2 separate regions of the Mus musculus genome follow, and region 1 is linked to region 2. The links are chromatin contacts, called in public Hi-C maps. All regions are on one chromosome and are shown on one strand. Each heading gives the region's core, a stretch centred on a gene start, on an enhancer-like site or on the middle of the called end of the contact. The rest is flanking DNA. Distances are from core to core; before and after follow the strand shown. Region 1 overlaps A930006I01Rik (RIKEN cDNA A930006I01 gene). Region 2 has its middle 58 kb from the start of Apip.

Region 1 (4,942 bases), core at 463-2,962, 230 kb after region 2:
GGAAGGCTTCTTAGGAAAGAGAAGTATTGACAAAGTGGCTCAGACGGGAACTGTAAAAGCCTTCCATGTCTTGTCATAGTCGTCATGCCCAGTGTGAACATCATCATAACTATCATCATCAGTTAAAACAAACTGAGTGACATGCTATTCATCACACCCAACATGACTATTCCTGTAACTACCACACACCCTCACTGTCGTTATGATCACGAGTTCAGGCAGTACCTAAGGAAGTAGCGATCTGTGCATTTCACTGTGGCCCTCTGCACATGGAGAGAAAAACTCAGACCACTGCTAGTCTGCTAGGAATGCCTGTCATTGTCATCATTATTAGCTAGACCATATTAATAAGTGACTACTGTGTACCAGGTTCTGCTTATAGATCGAACCTTACCATATTGGTATGTTCTTAACATCTTCACATTACAAATGAAAGATTTGAAGAAGAAAGTGAGCTTCCTGAGAGTTCACAGCTAAGGGTTAGCAGACCTGGCATCTAAGCCTGAGTCATCTGGCTTTGTCACCCATCAGTGCACTGTGTCATAGCCCCACATCCATAGCCTTCCCCTGAGCTCTGCATTGGAGGCATATACAACAAAATCTATGTAGGGCAAGAAGATAATATTAAAACCGCTATGTGCTTCTCATCTTATCGTTTTCCATTTCTAGTTTAGAACATATTTATCTGCATGATAAAACACTATACAGTTGGTTAGTACAGTATTCATGGGCAGAGCTCACTTATTTTCTAGTAAAATTGCATAGTCAAAAAAGCTAGGAGACCACACTGCTCTGAACAAAACTAACTGACCAACACCACAGCTAAGCAGATGAAAAGTTATACAAAGTAGACCTGGGGAATACATTCCATGGGCACCATCCTGAGTCATGGTATTATATTCCAAAGAATGAAAGTCTCCATTGTGGCAAGTGATGAGAAATTACAGTGTATTTTTTACTAAGGCCCCTCTTTAAGTTGGTCAAGTAAAATGAGTTCACCAGCCTATGTATGATAGGGTGATTCTTTTTCTGATTATGGCAAGATGACCCATATCAGAAATGATAAGGAGATGTTAGCTGTCTGTTAAATTTATAACTGAAGGGATATATTTTGTTCTTTTCTTTGATCTCTATAAAAACTTCCTTAATTTCTTCCTTTAAAAGTAGATGCAGGGCTGAGGAAATAGTGCAGTTGGCAAGGTGCTTGCTGCACCAGCAGGATGATCTGACTTGGGATTCTCAACACACAGTAAAAAGTCGGGTATGTCATATGCCTGGAACCCCAGAACCAGGAAGTGAAGACAGGAGGATCTCTAAAGCTCACTGGCCAGGCAATACAGCCAGTTAATGAATTCCAGGCTCAATGAGAGACCATTTTTTTAAAAACAAAAAAACAAACAACGATGAATGATGAATGATTGACAAGGATACCCAGTGCCAGCCTCTGACCACAATACTCTAGTGCACACATATGAGCACACATAGACACAGGCACCAATGTTGACAGATACGCTAGTTTTATGTCAACTTGACACAAGCTAGAGTCACTGGAGGGGAGGGAGCCTCAGTTTAGGGAATGCCTCAATAAAATCAGGATGTAGGCAGTCCTGCGGGGCATTTTCTTAATTAGTGATTGATGTGGAAGGTCCCCACGTTGTGGGTGGTGCCACCCCAGGGTAGTTGGTCTTGGATTCTATAAAAAAGCAGGCTGAGCAGGTCAGTAAGCAGCACTCCTCTGTGGCCTATGCATGAGCTCTCTCTTGCCTCTAGTTCCTGTCCTGAGTTCCTATCCTGACTTCCTTCAAAAATGGACTACAGTGTGGAAGTGTAAGCCAAATACACCCTTTCCTCCCCAAGCAGCTTCGGTCATGGTGTTTCATCACAGCAATGGAAACCATAGCAAAGACATACATGGAGACTAAGGGTTTTCCTGTTGTTTTGCTTTTAAAGAATATTTGTCTTTTGGAGATACACGGTGCAATACTGCAATGACTTAATGTCAAGGGGTAGAAAAGAACATGAAAAGAACCAGCAAGAGTGAGGCTTAAAGACGGATATTTAGAGTACATAGTCTTACTCAACCAACCTTTGTCTGTGTGTTAAGTATTACAATAGTTTGAAATGAAAATACAATTTTTTATTTTTGAGACTATAATTACATTTCTCCTTTCCTTTCCTCCCTCCAGACCTCCCCTTTTACCCCTCCTTGCTCACTTTCAGATTCAGTCTCTTTTTAAATCAACTTTTATTGCATGAATATTTATGTATATACATGTGTAATCCTGAATACAACCCTCTTGGTCTGTATAATGTTACTTGTATGTGTGTTTTCAGGGCTGATCGTTTGATACTGGATAACTAACTGGTGTGTTCTTCCCCAGGGAAGATTATTTCTTCCACCTCAGCATTCATTAGGTGTGGGAAGTTCTTTGTGTAGGGTTGAGGTCTTGTGGGCTTTTCCTGGCCTGAATTAGCATATCTGTTGTTGTCCTTGTTCAGCTCCTGTGTAGGCGCATTGGTGAGACTTTATGGGTGTATCATCTGACATTGCTAGGAGACACAACCTTATAGCAAACATGGTCCTATGGCTCATAATCTTTCTGCCCCCTCTTCCACAATGTTCCCTCGGGGTTAGATGCTCCAGTGCTTTGTAGATAGCACAAAGCAAAATCAAAAGAGGCAATGTAACAACTTGATGAGAACCTTTATCTCATTGATAAAGAAGGAATGAATGTGGGTTCATTCACGGAAGTTCTTGTGTGTCTTCTCACATCTGCATATCAGAAACCGCATATCAAAGCAAACACGCTTATGCCATTTGCTATCGTGACAGAAGGAGCTTTCATCTACAAATACAATTGAGAAAGAGAAAATGAAGTCATTACTGTACACCAGAAAAAAAACAGGGAAAGGAACAAATATGTAAATGTGGATGACAGGACTTCCAAAGTCAGCCATGCATAATCTCTCCCTCTCCTGGGGTGGAGACTGAACCCTCCAAATCCATCTGGAATCCAACTGCCATTGCTCAGGAAGCCGGGAGTCCATCTGAGGGATATGGAACACATCTCAAGTACAACAGTGAAAGAAGACCAGAGTGCTCACAGGGCCATAGAGACAGCTCTGCCTTTACTCTTCCACCCTGGGGTAATTCATCTGTGGACTGGTGGAATACTGCAGACATGGTAGGTAAGACCAGTTACAATAGCCCATAGCTACTGAAAAGGCAAGAACTCACTCCCCAAAGGAACACTCACCTGTTGGCCATAGCACCGCTCCAAGAAATAAGAGCCACCTAGCCAAGAGGCCTCAGGGAAGAGTCCCTTCCTGGGTGCAGCCTCTGAGTTCCCTCCAACCTTTTGTGCTCTGAGTAAGAATTTCCACACCCAGAACCCAGTTCCAGTTACACCCCAAGATAGCATCAAAATGATAGGTAAGTATAAGCCCAGCTTTCTGGCCAGGTAGCCAAAGCACACAGTGCCACGGGGGAGAAAATGGGCTGATTCAGATCTGCACTGGCCATGACGTCTTCTCAAAGGCCAGCTGAAGGCAGCTGGGAGCCCTGTTCAGCACCCGTCAGATTATGCTACCAAGAAAGAGCTGGGAGAAGCCCAGCGCTGCTCATTGTGACACAGCCTTTCCCTGGAAGGGAGAGGACAAGCCACCTCTCCGTGACGTTTGAGATGAGCCCAGCTGATGTGGGAACCCAGGGCCCCTGGGTCTCCACAGGGAAAGACCAATCCTAAAGTTACAAGTCAGAGGTGGGCGAGTTTTAACTAGTGTCACCCCCTCCCAAGTAAAGGCAGCAAGAGAAATTTGGGGTAGGAGACAGAGACCCAGTAACCTCCATGATCAAAATTCCAAGTTGGCCCCCAAATAAGCATGTAATCTCAAAGAAAAGATGGCATCTGAGCACGGTGCATTTTAATTAAACCTAATGATGATTGAATTTAGCACCCTGGATTCTTTTCTTCACTTTTGGATATCATTGGCATCTTTTTGTATGCATTCTGTCTATGAACATTGTTTAAACAGCTGAACATTATCAAATGTAGTGACCATATCACCAGTATTTCTAAATGCCTGCCATTTTTAAAAGGTATTATGGGTCAGGAAGATAGCTCAGTTGGCAAAATCCATGCCTTGTAGCAAAGACCCAAATTCTATCCCCTGAACACATGTAAGAAAACCAGCCATGATGTGTTGGTGAAGGCCAGAGCAAAGTTGTTATTCCTTGAGGGCCCCCTTTTATCTGAGACAATGTCTCTCACTGGGACCTGGGCCTCATCAAGTAGGCTAGGCTGAGTGGGCCAGGAAGCAGGGGAGACCCACCAGTCTCCACGCCCCCCAGAGCTGAGATTACAAGCATACACCATCATGCCTGACTTTCTTACGTGGGTTCAAGGATGGAAGCATTCTGCCAACTGAGCTATCTCCACAATACCTTTTAGCACTGTAATTGTTTAAAGACACTGGGAAAAGAATACTATAAGTGATAAAAATCCCTCAATTTGACAATGTTTAACCATTTAAAATAGTTCTATGATACTCTATGATATTCATAGAATGCATATAAAAAGATGCTTATGATATCAAAAAGTGAAAAAAATCAGGATGCTAAATTCAACATTTATTAGGCTCAATTCCAATTTCGTTTTCATTTTTTCTTTTCATTTTTTACTAGACTATTTAGCTGGTCTTCATGTGGGTCCCCTAACAATTAGAGTGGGGTGGAGGGCTGAGGGCAGGCTGTCTCAGACTCTGTTGCCTGCCATTGTATCCACTTCCCCTATCTAGTCTGCCTGGTCTGGCCTCAGTGGGAGAGAATGGGCTTAGTCCTGCTGTGACTTGATGCCCCAGGGCAGGGAGATACCCAAAGGGGGCTTCCCCTGGAGAAGAGGAGGGAGAAATGGGGAGGGGAGATTTGTGAGGGTGGGACTGA
Region 2 (4,970 bases), core at 981-3,480:
TAACACCAAGGTCCCATCTCATGAATCAGTATAACTTCTCCCAGTCCCAAGCAGACCATACCTTCCTGCCCTCCCTAACTCAACAGCAATGTTGGGACATTTGGTTGGCTACTACCAATGGTCTCTAGTCTCCCCCTGTTTTTTCATCCTCAGCAATGAAAACTCTCCATATTTTAGCTCAATATTTGGCTGCCCTGGAAAAAGACTACATTTCCAAACTTTCCTTTCAACTAAAATTAATCATAGGACTAAATCCTGGTATATAATATGGATATGGCGATAGATTATAAATTTCATAAAATGCTAAAGATAAGGTAATTGCTTCTCCCACACACTGAGTTGCAAATTCAGATATTCTGCCCGGGACTGGAAGAAGTTATACTGATCCATGAGATGGGACCTTGGTGTTATAGATAACAGAACAAAAATCTAGGGCGATTCTTGGGCTTTGAAGACTATGGCATTACCATAACAGCTGGCAACATTTAACAAGGTGCTCTGGGGCAGGTTTCAAAGCCTACATTTTTCAGTTCCCTGGGGAAAAAAGAGGTTCATGGAGCCTAATGGTGTTGAGTAACATCTTTTAAGTGTTTGCTGTGTCTCAGGCCTGTCTGAGGCACTTCACATGCCTTAGTTCATTTAATCCTCACAACAATCCCAGGAAGCAAGTGCTGTGCTACCCTTGTCCTGTAGATGAGGAAACAAACATGAGGCAAACTGGCAAGCTTGCTCAACTTCTCATGAGCAGATAGCAGAAGTCTACCTGATGCTGAATCACCGGGCTCCAAGCCTACTCCTAGCCACACATGACCGAAATGCAGTGGTGTCAGAAGAGCACAGAAGATGAGGATCTGATGGTCCCTTAACTTCTCACATCCAGAATAATTTGTTTTCTTTTACTAATTGCAAGATAAAGGAGTCTATTTTTGTAGTAGCCTAAAGACCATGTGTGTGCTTTCACATGTGTGTGTGTGCATTTGTGTGTCTGTATATATGTGTGGTTTTGTTTTAATCAACAGTATCTATAATGGAATTGAAGTTTAAGGTGAGCAAATAAAAATAAATCTTCCCTTTGAAAACTGGGTACCATATTCTAAGCTGATCATCACTAGACTTGGTTCTATCAAGTAACATTTAGGGGCATACAGTCTCTGAGATGTGTGTGTGAGTGAGTATGTTGCATTCAAGAGATTCACATGTACTGATGGATAAGTGAATTCTAGTGGTGGGCCTGGTGGAGTGCTCTGCCTAGATGCCCTCCTCAGCGTAGATATGCTCTCTTCTCATGCCTGTACACCCTGATCAGAAACTGCTCATCGAGGTCATAGCCTCCGAGCTGGTCTCCCTGATCCTGTGACAAGCTATGAAGGCTGGACTCCTTGACTTTAGTTCAGAACCAATCCACAGGGCTATATCCCAAATGAGGGTGTACACATTGGCTGGCTTCCTCATCCACCCCCAGCCTGCCTTCCTTACCATCATGCAGATATAGCATATGAGACCTGACCCCAGTAAATATGCTTATGGTATTACATACGAGAATCAGTTTCCAGAGTGCAGATTGTCGTCACACATCTCCCCAAGGAAAAATTCAAACCCAGGCCGGGGCTATGACTCGGCTGGTAAAGTGCTTTGCCATGCAAGCATGCAGAATTGAGTCCCAGAACTCACAGTCCCATTCCTTGTCATGCCTATATTAACATCGCTTATTATTTTCAAAAGGTTAAAGATTGAAGTCAAGTTCACCTTGTATATGGCAGTGTATGACTTCTAAAAGTCCCTTGTACCTAGTTAGAGGCTCAAATTATTTTTCTGTTTATTGTTTGAGAAAGGTAGAAGAGTCCATCAGACACACAGATATTTGAGAATAAACTCACTGACTTCATGAACCTTGCACATCAGAGTAGATACCCAAGCAATGCCACAGAGATAGAATGACAAACTAAGGAAAGAAAGGATTGTGCTGACAATATGGCTTAATGTGTGGTGGATTTGGGTGGCAGAGGTGGGGATGTCGGGGAAGCACATCAGAGCCCACTTTCCCAGAAGTCACGATGAGTTTGGGCAGATGAATCTGGTCACCTGGGACAATTGTTAAACTCAGTACTCTGTTATTTGTGGCTGGGAGACAGTGCAGGGTAAGGAGCAGTATCTCATACACTGTAGCATCTTGAGACTCAGTCTCCATCTTCTACCCACTAGATGTCAGTAGTTCCCCCGCCTAAGCTCAGCTGTGCCAATCAATCTAGTTGCCGGATGTCCCCGGTGGGGCAAAATCTAGCTGAGACTCAATTGAGCTGGGGGAAGGAGCAAGGTGGCTGAGTAGAGCAGGGTGGGAGGAAAGCATAAAGAGGTTGTATTAGCAGAGGCCATGGTAGGAGATGTGTGTTCCTGGAGCTTAGAGATGGCCTAGGTAAGTCTAGCCAAAGGGCCAGACCCCACAGACTGAGAAAGCAGGAAGTAAATTGCCTTCTTCCTGGAAAAGAAAACAGAACATATAGGGTGAGGGTGGGAATCACAATGATGATGACAGAATCTCCTGGCTGGAATCATTGGGATCCAGAAAAATGAAGCAGCCATCCCTAAGTTCCGACCTCTGAAACAAAATCAGTGGACTTGGGTGGTTACGTGGAGACCATCCATCTGGTGTTTCCCAGGACAACGGAGGGGATGACATAGGAACCTCTGTGGGCTTCATTCCATTAATCAGCAGACACTCCCCAGTATTTGCATTGTTCATGGCAGTACCTGGACCTTTAGTGTTGCTGCAGAGACTTGTCCTGCAGCTGCCTTCCCTTCTGGAGCTGCCCGAGCCAGATGGCAAAGAGAAGCAGGTTGCTGGGTGATTAGGTCTGAAGCTCATTTAAAAATCAGAAAGAGAGAGAGAGAGAGAGAGAGAGAGAGAGAGAGAGGGAGGGAGGGAGAGAGAGAGAGAGAGAGAGGGAGAGGGAGAGGGAGAGGGAGAGGGAGAGGGAGAGGGAGAGGGAGAGGGAGAGGGAGAGGGAGAGGGAGAGGGAGAGGGAGAGGGAGAGGGAGAGGGAGAGGGAGAGGGAGAGGGAGAGGGAGAGGGAGGGAGGGAGGGAGGGAATAAGTAAGAAGGAAGGAAAGAAGGAAGGAAGTCTGTCAGCAGAGGTGTAGGCTTGGTGTGTTGAGGAGCACCTCCAAATGTGTGAGGGGGTAGAGCTGCCCTGAAACAGACCCCCAAGGCCCCCAGCTTCCAGTCAACTCCTTCCCTGAATGAAGTTCCCAGCTATCCCTCCAATGGGCCATTAGATAACAAAGAGGACTCCTGTGGTAATCAGCTTCTTTGACTACCCAATGCCTGTTAACATAGTTCTGCTTTAGTGTTGGAAGAGGAGGCTGATAGAACATATAGTAATCATCTTCAATGTGAATGCCCAAGTCCACACTCCTAACAGCCCCTCAGACTCTCCAGCGTATGTGCCGGTTGCGAATCCCTGGGGTTTCCTTTTGCCTAAGACTCTATTACTGTCTGGTAAGACATTGACCCTGATAGTCCTAATCTAAATTGTTTTCAATGTTTTCTTCACAGACTTGTTTTTGCATTATTTTTGATTGTTTTAAACTATAATGTTTAGTCTGGGGATATAGCTGAGTGGCAGAGTACTTGCATGTATTATGATTTGATTTTGATTTCCAGCAAGTTACATGTATATGTAAATATACTCAGATATCTATTTTGGTGACTGAAGTATTTTAGTGTCTCTTAAATTTTATTTTATTCTGAATTGCGATGAAAAATATATAGAACATACTAACTACAATCTTACCCATCTTTAAGTATATCATTCAGGCATTAGGTACGTTTACATTGTTATGCAACAATTATCACAGCTCATCTTCAAAACTCTTCCCCAAAGGAGACTCTACAATCATTAAACTCTGACTTCTCATTTCCCACTCTTCTGATTCTCAGAAAAACCACCATTCTGACTTCTGTCTCTGTGAGTGTGACAACCCTCAGTACCTCATGTAAGTAGATTCATGTGGTATTTTTATGGCTGGCTTGTTCTAGTTAACATAATGTTCTCAAGAGTTATCCACATTGTAGTATGTGTCAGAATTTACTTCCTTTTAAGAATGAATAATATTTATGTGTGTGTATGTGTGTATGCATTTGTGTGTGTTTTTTTCTTTTTATTGGATACTTTCTTTATTTACATTTCAAATCTTATCCCCTTTTCCTGGTTTCCCCACTGAAATCCTCTATCCCACCCCGCTTTCCCCTGCATCTGTAAGAGTGTTCTCTCACCCACCCACCCACTCCTGCCTCCCCGCCCTCGAATCCCCTTACACTGGGACATTGAGCCTTTACAATTTGTATCCCTTTGACCTCTCCTCCCATTGATGCCTGAGAAGGCAATCCTCTGCTACATATGCAGCTGGATAGTGATTTCCCCAGAAGATCTTTTATTGTTGAGAATTGTTTTCACTATCCTGGGTTTTTTGTTGTTCCAAATGAATTTGAGAATTGCTCTTTCTAACTCTATGAAAAGTTGAGTGAGAATTTTGATAGGGATTGCATTGAATCTGTAGATTGCATTCAGCAAGATGGCCATTTTTACTATATTAATCCTGACAATCCATGAGCATGGGAGATCTTTCCATCTTCTGAGATCTTCTTTGATTTCTTTCTTCAGAGACTTGAAGTTCTTGAGTTCTTGTCATACAGATCTTTCACTTCCTTAGTTAGAGTCACACCAAGGTATTTTATATTATTTGTGACTATTGGGAAGGGTGTCATTTCCCTAATTTCTTTCTTAGCCTGTTTATCCTTTGAATAGAGGAAGGCTACTGATTTGTTTGAGTTAATTTTATGTCCAGCCACTTTGCTGTAGTTGTTTATCAGGCTTAGGAGTTCTTTGGTGGAATTTTGGGGGTCACTTAAGCATACTATCATATCACTGCAAATAGTGATATTTTGACTTCTTCCTTTCCAATTTGTATCC

The links. A called contact is a pair of places that touch in the nucleus more often than the background predicts.
Region 1: a Hi-C map of the G1E-ER4 cell line shows a contact between it and region 2, with 2.6 times the contacts expected there. The contact joins two enhancer-like sites. A contact is called at or near these places in 20 of 484 Hi-C or Micro-C datasets (the AML12 cell line, B cells, the G1E-ER4 cell line and 11 more), 1 of 115 datasets of contacts at active chromatin or transcription factors (embryonic stem cells) and 1 of 9 other capture datasets (embryonic stem cells).

The regions. Positions count from the first base shown.
Region 1 is chr2:103,361,454-103,366,395 of GRCm38.p6, forward strand. The region is part of intron 1 of A930006I01Rik (RIKEN cDNA A930006I01 gene); the gene reads right to left. Among named protein-coding and RNA genes, the nearest start is that of A930006I01Rik, 8.8 kb to the right of the region's middle. Within about 2 kb of position 1,713, at least 6 of the 459 cell types and tissues checked have an H3K27ac peak or open chromatin away from gene starts, as enhancers often do. A contact at or near this core is called in the G1E-ER4 cell line, where this site is marked.
Region 2 is chr2:103,129,126-103,134,095 of GRCm38.p6, forward strand. No RefSeq gene overlaps it. Among named protein-coding and RNA genes, the nearest start is that of Apip, 58 kb to the left of the region's middle. Within about 2 kb of position 2,231, at least 14 of the 459 cell types and tissues checked have an H3K27ac peak or open chromatin away from gene starts, as enhancers often do. A contact at or near this core is called in the G1E-ER4 cell line, where this site is marked.